2 separate regions of the Mus musculus genome follow, and region 2 is linked to region 1. Evidence: chromatin contacts called from public Micro-C data. All regions are on one chromosome and are shown on one strand. The core of a region is the stretch at or near the end of the contact, and the rest is flanking DNA. Distances in the headings are between cores, read along the strand shown.

Region 1 (5,483 bases), core at 2,795-5,294:
ACTAGATAATTGCAAGCAAGAATAACAGCACTCTTCGAAGACACTTAAAACTTATGAGTCTCAAGGCAATGGTGACACATCTCTTTAATCTCAGCACTCTGGAAGCAAGGCAGGTGATCTCTGTGAATTCCATGACAATCTGAGAGAGAGAGAGAGAGAGAGAGAGAGAGAGAGAGAGAGATCCAAGACAGCCAGGGCTATACACAGAGAAACCCTGTCTCCCAAAACAAAACAAATGAAGAAAGAAAGAAAGAAAGAAAGAAAGAAAGAAAGAAAGAAAGAAAGAAAGAAAGAAAGAAAGAAAGAGAGAGAGAGAAAACCTACAGAGCTTTGGGGTGGAGAGATGGCTCGGCAGTTAAGAGTGATGGCTGCTCTTCTACATGTCAGACTTCTCATGTCTCATGGCAACTCCAGGGGGAGCTGAAGACTCTGACCCCCTCAGGCACAGGCAGGCAGGCAGACAGACAGACAGGCAGGCAGGCAAGCACATGCATGCACACACACACACACACACACACACACACAGAGAGAGAGAGAGAGAGAGAGAGAGAGAGAGAGAGAATAAAAATAATAGACCAAATCTTTAAAGTTTCCTTGTGGAGCTTTTATGTCCAGTCCCTTTGGGTCATCTACCAAGTCATAAAGCACCCCACACACACCCTTTGTCAAACTCAAAGTGAAACTTACATCTAGATCCAAGAGGCTCTCCCACTGTAGAAGCTTCTCTCTCTCTCTCTCTTTCTCTCTCTCTCTCTCACCCTCTCTGCCCTTCCTGGCAACAGGAAGCCAGTCCTTCATGTAGAGTGAACAGATGTCATGTTAACAGGAGTTATCCTCTTCTAAGAGGAGTCAAGTCTCTGTCTAGCTTCCTCCCCTACGTACCCAGCGTGTTTAACACAGACACCTCTGGGAAGCCTGTGCAGCACGTCCTTTCCCTGGAGAGTTGCTGTTCTGGAGTGGTATCTGAACACATTCCAACAACACATGTTTATCTCTAAGGTCAGCCTTTCCTGTTGATGCTCTGGGAGTAGGTAGGGGGGAGGGGGCTAATGGTCTCTGCAGCCACAGGAGGTGAGGAATGAGGGCAACAGGGACATGGCTCCACCCTGTGGGAGGGTGCTATTATGTTGAAGTTTCTAGAACATGTGTGACCATGTATCTCCCAGCACTATTGTCGCCAGCGGAGATGAGAAGTTGGGCACCTCCTCTTCCATAACTGAGCCAGGACCTGGTGGGTGGGGACCTTTCAGGTGGGGCCACAGGATCTGAAGCCAGAAGAAGGGTAGCATTTCCATTGTTTAGCTCAGGATGCACTCTGTTGGGACACAGCTAGCTCTGCCTCTCCCTTTAAGCTCATCTATAGGTGCCAGGACCTTCAGGCTCTGGCAGCAGGACAAAGGGGGCCACCCTCCCTCACCAAGCTGGGTGAAAATGCTGAGTGATTGACACCTTTGGACCCACCCTCAGGAAGACTACAGACCACTTATCCCCTCTTGCCTGGAGCAGATGCCCACGTGCCTTTTGCAGGGTCCATTTCAACTGTACATGCCTTTGAGAATGATGCCTGTGGCCAGTTTCAAGACCTCTGACCCCTTTAGGATTTACTGTCAATTGAGATGGTCACAGTCTCTCTCTAGGCTGAGTTTCAGAAGGTGGGAGGATGGCGGCTGAACCATCTGATTCCTCTTCAGCAAAACTGAACCATGTCCCTCCAGCCCCCGTCCTCAGGCCAGGAATATTTACCCATGTTTATTTAACCATGGCAACAGGCTTTATTCTCTATCACTTAGGCCCTTAAAAAGGGAAGAAACAGAAAGGCAGTTCATCTCCCTGCTGTTGCTTTCTGGAAGAAGTAGAGATAGAGAGAGAAGGAGAGATAGAGGTAGGAGAGATGGGGACCTATTCTCTCTTTACTCACACTAACCTCAGACTTGCAATGGCCCAGCATTATAGAAGGACTTCAGATACTTGCTGGTACTTGTGTTCCAACATCCTGGGGAGCCATACAACAATATGTGTACCCCTAATTTATCTGGAAATCTCTTGTGATCTCTGTACAGAGATTGTGGTTATCAGTTATGTCTTTCAGTCTCCATCTTCAGAGCGGATGAAATGTGTGCAGTCCTTGCTAATGCTGTTTTCTTCACCTGCACAATGGGACATGTATTCTTACGTCTTGACTATTTTGCAGGTGGTCGTCAAAAGGCAGTTTTGTAGGGCTGGAGAGATGGCTCAGTGCTTAAGAGCATTTGCTGTTCTTCCAGAAAACCAAAGTTCCATTTCTAGCACTCACAAGGAAGGAAGGAGAGTCAAAATTGCTTGTAAACAGCTGCTCCAGGGGGAGGGTGTGGGATTTGTACCTTCATTTGGCCTCCCAGGGTACCTGCACACATGTGGCACACACATACATAAAAATAAATCTTTAAAAAGGCAGAGAGGTTTGTAAGGAGTATGATATGTTAGACTCACAAGGGTTTAAATGATATGCAGGGGAAACTGAGGCCCAGGAAAGCATTTGAGTTGTTGCCCCAACCACAGTGCTACATTTTTGTCAAGAGCTCAGACTGCTTGCCTCTCCTGGCAGTTCAACCACAGCCAGTACCCTAAATTCCAAAGATGTTCATGCCCAGGTTTCAGGGATGGAGAAAACCACAGATCTGCAAATGTTTACCGAGAGCTCCTTACAACCGGCTGCTGTTCTGCAGGGTGAAGATATAACTGTGTAAAAGGGGTGGGGCTTCAGGGTGGGGAACCCACCTCTGTTTCCTAGGAGGGTCATGGTGGAGGATGCTGCTCTGACCCACTACTTTCTTGAACTGATTCAACAGCACCAACACCGTCCAGCCTAACTTTCTGACTGGCACATCACTCTGAAGAGGAGTGAGAAGATAGGCCAGGAGCATAGTCACAGTCACCAAGTTCTTCACCTACCCCCTAAATGTTTTTGAAGAAGTGATCTTGGCTGGCATCAAATGAATGTCCACAGTGTCTGCTTTCTCCCTTCGCGGCTTCTCTTGCATCCTTTTGGTTCTGTCTCACACAGACCACCAAAATCTTGCCAGGGGCAAACTTTCCCCTATTAATTTTCTTGAAACAAAGCAAAGCAAATTGTTACTAATTACTCTGGCAGGCCGAATGGTGAGGTGTTTGCTCACCGAGGGTAACTTAAGTCAGGCAAGTGGCCAGGAGGCCGGCTTTAGAAGTATCGAGTTGGACTGGCCTGCAGAAGCACCCCTTTCGCTGTGCCCCAACTCCACCCCTTACACCCCTAGGAGTTACTGCATGGGTACCAGGGAAATGCCTGTCAACTATCCTCAGAGCGTCCTCAAGTCCTCTTCTCCCCTATTCAAGAAGGCCAGCATTAGGGAGTTCTAGGAAGGGAAAGGCCTGTTTCTCCACTCCCTGCCAACTCTATTGAAACAGCTCCCAACACCCCATCTTTAAATCTTCCATTAAAATTCGCTCTCTGAAGTGACTATCCTCATATTTACTTGTTTGTCTCATAGTTCCTTCTCCTCCACGATAAAAGTTATGCAAGGCTGAGACCTTGTCTCTCTTACTCAGTATCACCAGGTCTACCTTGAACACAATAGACTGCCACACCAGCTGAGACCTAGCGGAAGCCGCTTCCTTCCGCTAGCGCTAGAGAGGAGTGGGCCCGGAGGAGATGAAATGGAGCCGTGAACTTCCAGGACCCTCTTTAGAAAGAAAAGGCTTCTGAGGGATTTAAGGGGAAGGCAAAGGAGAGCGTTTTCTTCTCTGAAAGGAGTTAAGATTCAACACTGTGACCCTCCTGCCTAGTCCTAGTCCTCAATCCTAAAACTGCGTTCTTCCTTTATAATAGACAATGAATGCACTTGACTGGGGGCTTTGCCAGTTCCATGCCCCACAGAACCCAGAACCTAATCAAGACCTCTGCGAGTCTCCCAGTAGTTGCTGCTGTCTGCAAGGCCGGTGACAGACTTTCTCGGGTCGCCAGGCCCGAGCACCCCCCCTCCCCGACCGCTCTTCCCATTGGCCGAAGATACCCCTTCTGAGTTCTCATTGGCTGCTGCACTTTTCCTCCGCCCCTATCCCGGGCATTGAGCGGCAGCAGCGGGGAACGCCGCTCTAAGTCCCCACGCTGGAGCTGAGGCTCGGCTCAGCGCGGATAAGGGCGCGGAGCGCACTGAGAACCCTACTTTCTCGTGAGCCCGAGCCCAGCAAATGGGCGAATGACAAAGGAGAGCAAGGACATGGACTGCTATCTGCGTCGCCTCAAACAGGAGCTGGTAAGATCGGAGCAGGAGCCTGGGGACAGGGAGGACTGCTCCACCCAGACCTAGGTACCTGACTTGCCCCCCCCCCCCCCCCCCGCGCTCCGTGCACCGGGCGGAAGCGGAGAGGAGAGGGGAGGAGAGGAGAGGAGAGGAGAGAGGATGCCAACTGGTAGGTAGAGGCTAGGGACGTTGCTCAGAGGTAACAAACTTTGGCAAAGATTTCTGATGAGATATGGACAAGTAACAGGGAGTCAGAGCACCCAGATAAGTTGAATGTGACAGAACAACTGAAGAGAAAGGAGGACACACCCAGAGGGGACAGGCACACGGACGGAGTAAGGCTCAAGTGTCCAGAGTCGCAGGAATGACAGGCACAGGCATCGGGCGCCAGTGGTCGGGTGCCGGGCTCCTGAAGCGCGCAGACAGGTCCCTGCCCTGTGCAGGAGGTCAGGCTGGACTGCTCGCTCGCTCGTGGGGAGCTGGCACCGCCCGGGGCCCCCAGCTCTGCTGGGCTTGGCAGAGCTGGCGCGGCTGCGGGGGCAGGCTTGGCCGGCTGTCTGCCCGGGCTTGTCTGCCAGCAGGGAGGGGGGTGGCAGCTGTAATGACGGGGGAGGAGGGGTGCCGCCTGGCAGATCGCGGAGCGGGAGTTGTGGAGGCTCGGCCAGATGTCAGGTCTGGGCTTGGGGAGTGCGCTGGGAGTGTGCGGGGCCTCGGGGTGCTGAGGGTGAGTATGCTACCCTGGAGTGGGGGGATGAATCACTGAAGAGGGATAAGTGACTGTTAAGGCTGTGTTAGGGAAGCCAGGTGAATTCTGATTTCTTTCTCTTGCCTCTCTCTCCTCTTGTCTCTCTTCTCTCTCCTCTTTCCCCTCTCCCTCCTCCTTCCCCTCCTTCCCTCCCTTTCTCCCTCCCTTCTGGTTTTCCTTTACCACCAGGATTCAGACAGATAGGTAGGTAATGTGCGTCTTTTCTCAGCTCCGCCCGTCCCTTCTCCATCTAGACTGCCTTAGCTTCTACCTCCCACTCCACCTCTCAATGTCTCCTTCATTTTTATCTCCCATGGCAGTAGGCCCTCCTGGCTCACTTAGCTCCTTCTTTCTTCTATTCAGTCAGGTCACCCAGGCAGATCTGGATTCAGAGAGTGCCCAGCTCAGGCTTCTTAAGATCCCGAGAGATAACCTTTCCAGTCCTAGCTGCAGAGATTCCACTCTGCCTGCCTGGCAAT
Region 2 (5,768 bases), core at 3,161-5,660, 59 kb after region 1:
CTGAGACAGGCTCTCTCGGGACCTGAAGCTTACTGGTTAGGCAAGACTAGCTGGCCAAGGAACTCTTGGGCTCCTACTTCTGATCCCCAATAGGACTACAGGCGTACTGTACCAGCCTAGCTTTTTCCATGGGTGCTAGGGATCCAATTCAGGTCCTCACGACTATAGGGTAGGTACTTTACTGAGTCACCTTCCCAGTCCTCAGTCTAAAAATTTTAAGATTAATACTTTCAAGGTTGACTAACTTTTTAAAAAAAAATTTAAAAGACTAGGTTAACTAAATTCTGCTAAGCACAGTTAAATGTGTCCAATTCTAGAATCCACTGGCAGATATACTTCCATAAATGAGAGTTTATTTACTCAAATTTTGTTCCTTTGCAGCGCTGCCAAGTAAACTACATATTTATAATCTTAAATAAGCTTGAGTTTAGAGTCATTTGGGGAGAAATAAGATCACTATTACAAAGTTTCTGATAGATTTGTCTATTTACTATTTTTTGATGCAGGTACAGCTTGATCCAAAACTGAGCTCTGACCTCCTGAGTGCTAGAGATGTAGGCATGAACTACCACACCCAAAAATATATTTTTAAATAGACTTCATTTCTCCTATTCAGCCAAAATGTTGTGACTTTGAAACATAACACTATATGACCAACAGCAACTGAACTTTATATAGCATTCTGTCATTTACAAAACTTTTAAGAAATCAAAAAATTTAAAACATATTTTTGTCCCCATTATAATGGGAAACCACCAAAGGGTTTTATTTGGGTTACATGACTTAGGCATAAAATAACTAGGAAGGCATAATCCAACCTGTCTCTAGTGTTAAAATGGCACTAGCTTTTCAATATATTTTGTTTTGTTACATAATAACAACAAATAATATCAGCCTACATTTCACTTAGTATAGATAACTCATACTAAGGGGCCTGAGGACATAGTATAGTGGCAATATATCTGCTTGGTGTAGGCAAGGCCACAGGTTCAACCTCCAGTGTCAGCTGTGAAGGAGGAAGTCATACTAAGCTCAGAAGGTAAGAACTAATTAATAGATAATATGCTAACGAGTCCATATCTAAAAAGAAAAGGCATGATTCAAACTAAAGCAATTTGACTTCAGAGTTCACTGGCTAACATGTCAACTTGCCTCTACCCATATACACGATACAGAAACTTGCATTTATACACAGGCTCACCTTTGGAAGGCGATGGGAGGGGGTGTAAAGAGTATACATCACTGTGTTTTATATGTAATACTTGAAGGCCAGGAGAGGAAGACAGTACAAGTAGAGTATAAAGGATGTGGAATTTCGGGGTGGGGGGCAGATTCAAGAGACTTGGAGTAAGCTAGTGAGCTTTTACTGTAACACATAAAGTGAGAGGAGGAACAACCACGTAGTATTTATGTGTCTGTATGAGGGTGTGGCATGTAAGTGCTAATAACCACAGAAGCCAGAAGAGAGTGTTGAATCCCCTGGAGCTAGAGTTACAGGTAGTTTTAAGTCATCTGATGTAGGTGCTGGGAACTGAACTCTGGTTCTCTACAAGAGCAGCAAGCACAACTGGCAATTTAGCTATTTCTCCAGTCCCACAAAGGATGGATTTAGCAGGCATCAGGTTACTGTGGTCTCCTATAATATCCTAAGAACCTAGAACATCTGTATTACAAAGCAGGAAAGAGCCCTGTAAGCACCACGTAGAATGGAATGGGGGGGAGGGGGGTGTCAGCAGGGAATAAACTGGAGGAAGACCACAGGAAGGGAAGGAAACAATTTTTTTCAAGCTGCCTACTAATAATATATTTTAATTTTTAGCAGCTTCAAGGTTAATATATCTTCCCTAATATTATAAAGAAAGACGCCATCCTAGTACCTCAAACAGTACTTGGGAATGGTTGATATTCAATAAATACTGCATGAAATAATTAAGGCTGGATTCAAAGCGAGATTTTATTGAACACTAATGTCCATCTTTCCCACTGAGTTCCCAGTTCAATAACCTAGGAAGCCTTTAGAATCGAATGAAAATGGGGCTGGAAAATGAGATATTGGTTAATCTTTACCAGTTCAAAAACACTGGTGTGAACAACAAATAAGATAATATACACACAACGTTCACCAACCCTATCAATGTAGGAACCCTAAATTACAAGGCAGCTGGAGGATACATACTGATTCTTAACCTTAGATTGAAAGGTACAGAATTGGTCTACAATTGAAGTGGCCCTAGCCTGAGGTGATGCTGGGAAGTCGAAGGCACTTTGCTGCCACAACAAAACCAGGGGACAAAGTTAGTCAGCTTTTTTGAAGCTGAAACAAAACAACACAACACATTGCCTGCAGGCATTGTCTCATTGAAAAGTTTATTTTGCCAACTGGAATTGATAAAACCCAAAGCAGATTTGGATTCTTTTCCATTGGAGGTTAGCTGTAGGGAAGGGCTACATTGGAGAAAATGAATGGTCTTCACTTTGGAGGTAAAGAAACCCCAAAACAGGCCTGGTTTATGCAAAATGAGTATAACAATTAATTAGGCAAGAGGCACTTTACACTCTAGGTTCTCTGATTATCTTTGACTGTGCATTTAGTGGTAGTGTTGAGAAAACATGTAGTACAAAAGTTGACCCCAACACGGTAGCAATTAGAAACAGAGCAGACTTGTATAAAAGCACAGGTAGGTTTCTAGGGGTAGCACAAGGTAGTGTGGGAAGAGCAACACTTCCCAGCCTCCTTGCCCCCCTGCCCCCAGTGAGTCGCAGCCACTGAGTATGTGTTCTCTTCTCCTTTGGAGATGACCTCACACCTGTTCTCTTTCCTATACACTCAAATGGAGAACAGCCACTCTTCCAGAACTCAGGTCATATTTCCTGTCAACACTTTATTACATATGGTTTATTTAACAATCTGAAACTATAATGTTGCCTTATACTCCAAAATAAAGGGTGAAAACAAAACCAAGTCTAGCTCTAATGTAAATGAAAGTTAAATAATAGAGATGCTTGATTTTGTGCTATATGTTAAGAAACATACAAAAGGACACAGGGCTTTCTAGGATGTGTATTAAAGATCTACATTACATCAGACATTCTATTTTCTCAAAATAGAATCAAAAGATTGTATAAAATTAGAAAGCTCATTCTGATGAGATAAAAATTAGGAGATAAAAATTGCTAATTAAGGATATTTATAAATATATTTCATTGAAGGTTTACTGCTCCAACCATTCTTTTTTAAATGGTCATCAACAACCTACCAAAAACTGACACCTAAATCACTGGAACCAACTGTCATCTGATTGCAGCAAACTCAGTCTTTTCCCTGTGGTGATTTTAATTAGAATGGCCAGTGTAGGCTCATATATTTGAATACAGGGTACCCAGTTGGTAAATCCAGTTTGAGAAGGATTAGGTGTAGCCCTGTTTGAGGCAAGTATGTTACAGGGTCAAAATTTGAGGCTTCCAAAACCTCTCATTATTCCTAGTGCACTCATTCTTTCTGTTTGAGATGTGAGCTCTCACTGCTGCACTAGCTAACGTGCCTGCTGCTTGCTACCACAGGGCTCTGTCATGGTGGACCCCAACCCTCCGAAACTGTAAGCCCAACCAATTAAACACTTTCTTTTATAAGTTGCTTTCGTCACAGTGTTTTATCACAGAAAACAAACAAACAAACAAACAAACAAAACCCCAAAAAGTAAGTAATATACCCCCTCCACTCTATTCTTTACAAAGTAGCTGGGATGATTTTCATAACATGACAAATCAGTCACTTTAGTAACTACTTCCTTATAACCCTCCAAGTGAGTAATATGATTTATTAGTGACCACCATTACCTTTAAATATAAAGATAGAAATGCTTAAGGCCTAAGAGGGAACATTATAATTTGAACTCTAAATCCCTCCCTAGATTTATCTTACAATGTGCCCCCTCTGTTCTCAACAGTCCAGCATAATTGGCTTTCATTCATTTTCTTCAGTGTACCATATTCTCCTCTGCCAGAGATTTCCTCTGCAGGTAAAATGCTTTAGTGAGGAGATGGGGCCTGGTTTGAATTCCCAGTAACACAAACAAACAAACAAACACTTCAGAGAATAATGACGCAGCAAAATGGGGAAAGGAGCTCATGGACGATGTGGTTTATGTTTTCAAAAGCAGTATTTGAGTGTGTGGGGGCCAGAGGAAATTAAAGAACAGAGGTGTGCAAAAGAGCAAGGTGGCAAAGCCTCCAGAAGACTGGCAACTTCCATAAGAAAAAGAGGGCCCTAAGACTGGCAAGCAATAGGGATTAATTACTAGAAGATCCTAAACGGAGCTAAATCCAGCCTTTCAGGCCATGGCAAAGACTTTGGCTGTTAGCTGGCATGAGACAGGAAGCCACTGGATGACTGAGCAGAGAGGCTGTCAAGCTTCCTCTAGCTATGAAATAGATAAAGGGCAAAGGCAGGAAGAAGAATGAAGACAACCGCAAGCACCCAAGACAGCATGGACCAAAGCAGCTGCAGTGGAGGTGGCAAGAATTAGTTTCCAAGTTGAAGATGAAGCCAAGCAGAGGATCTGGGAAGAGGGGGAGACTGCTAAAAAATAAACAAACAAGAAAAACATTAAACCACAAACTCAGAAAATGCAGAGGACACCAAGTAGAGTGAACATAAAAACATCTACTTGGGCAGATACTCAGACAGCAAGAAAATAAAACAAAGAGTAAAATGGCCAAAAGAGCCAGAGGGAGGAGGAGCTAAGATAAGAATTACATCAGAATTTTCTTCCAACCACAAAAAAGGATATAAAGCAAAATGTTTAAATCATTCAGACAAAATCTGCCGCAATATAATTGTGTATCTAGGTCAATTATCCTTCAAAATGAGGGAGAAAAGACTTCTACAAACAACAACTGAACAGATTTGTCATCAACAGGCCTACCTTGCAAGAACTGTGAGATTCTTTAGAAATGACAATGGTTTAAACCATAAACTTCACTTTTCCTTTTGCTGATCTAACAAATAACATTTGCTGGAAATGAATACACAACATACCAAAATGTATAAACAAGGAGAACAGAAACAAATCTCTCACATTTGCTTATAATAATAGTACTGTACTGACAGATGATAGCACCTGTCAGTAACTGACAGATCTAATAGGCAAAGCCAGTAAGGACAGGGTTGACCCACACTCAGAGAATATTCCACCAACAACAATAGAATATATATTGTTTTTCAGGGGATATAAAAATTTACCAACAGAGTAAATACTCTATACTATAAATACAAGTCTCAATAAATGTAAGGGAATTTAATCCATACAAAATGCCTTTTGTTTTCCACGAAATTGCTATGCTCTGCTGTGGTGAGCCTGCTCCTCTTCCCCATCACTTTTCATCCCTTTTCAATCCATTTCATGGTTTCCTGGCCTCATCTTTGAAACTGATTCCAGTGTGGAATAGTTAACATCCTCATTTCTAATAGATAGTGCTCTATGTAAGAAAGAAAAACTGTCAGAATCCAGTCTCAGTTCCTTTTACAGCTTGACTATATCAATGCTAAAAGTTTAACTTCTGAAGCTTGACTTAATAGTCCATAAACTGTATTAGAATAGATTGGGGAAGGAATGTATATTTAAATGTTTAGGCAGTATTTCTAAAATGATCAATACTTAAACTTGTTATCTTTTCCATAATATAAAAATGCCCCCATTGAATTGTGTCACTAAGACATGATAGTCACATGAGTAGTTTTCGTCTCTCCACATAAGCAGCACTAATAA

The links. Hi-C and Micro-C count contacts between places; a contact is called where the count stands out from the background.
Region 2: a contact with region 1 is called in a Micro-C map of the G1E-ER4 cell line. The contact joins the enhancer-like site here to the promoter of Inka2 in region 1. A contact is called at or near these places in 1 of 39 promoter capture datasets (macrophages), 4 of 484 Hi-C or Micro-C datasets (the G1E-ER4 cell line, female germline stem cell-derived STRA8 germ cells and muscle stem cells) and 3 of 9 other capture datasets (adipose tissue, liver and pancreatic islet).

What each region holds. Positions count from the first base shown.
Region 1 is chr3:105,700,555-105,706,037 of GRCm38.p6, forward strand. Inka2 (inka box actin regulator 2) reads left to right here and starts at 4,045. Exons shown (of 2, transcript NM_175398.4): 1 at 4,045-4,271. The coding sequence starts at 4,215.
Region 2 is chr3:105,759,226-105,764,993 of GRCm38.p6, forward strand. All of the region lies in intron 1 of Rap1a (RAS-related protein 1a), which reads right to left. Among named protein-coding and RNA genes, the nearest start is that of Rap1a, 39 kb to the right of the region's middle. Within about 2 kb of position 4,411, at least 80 of the 459 cell types and tissues checked have an H3K27ac peak or open chromatin away from gene starts, as enhancers often do. A contact at or near this core is called in the G1E-ER4 cell line, liver and muscle stem cells, where this site is marked.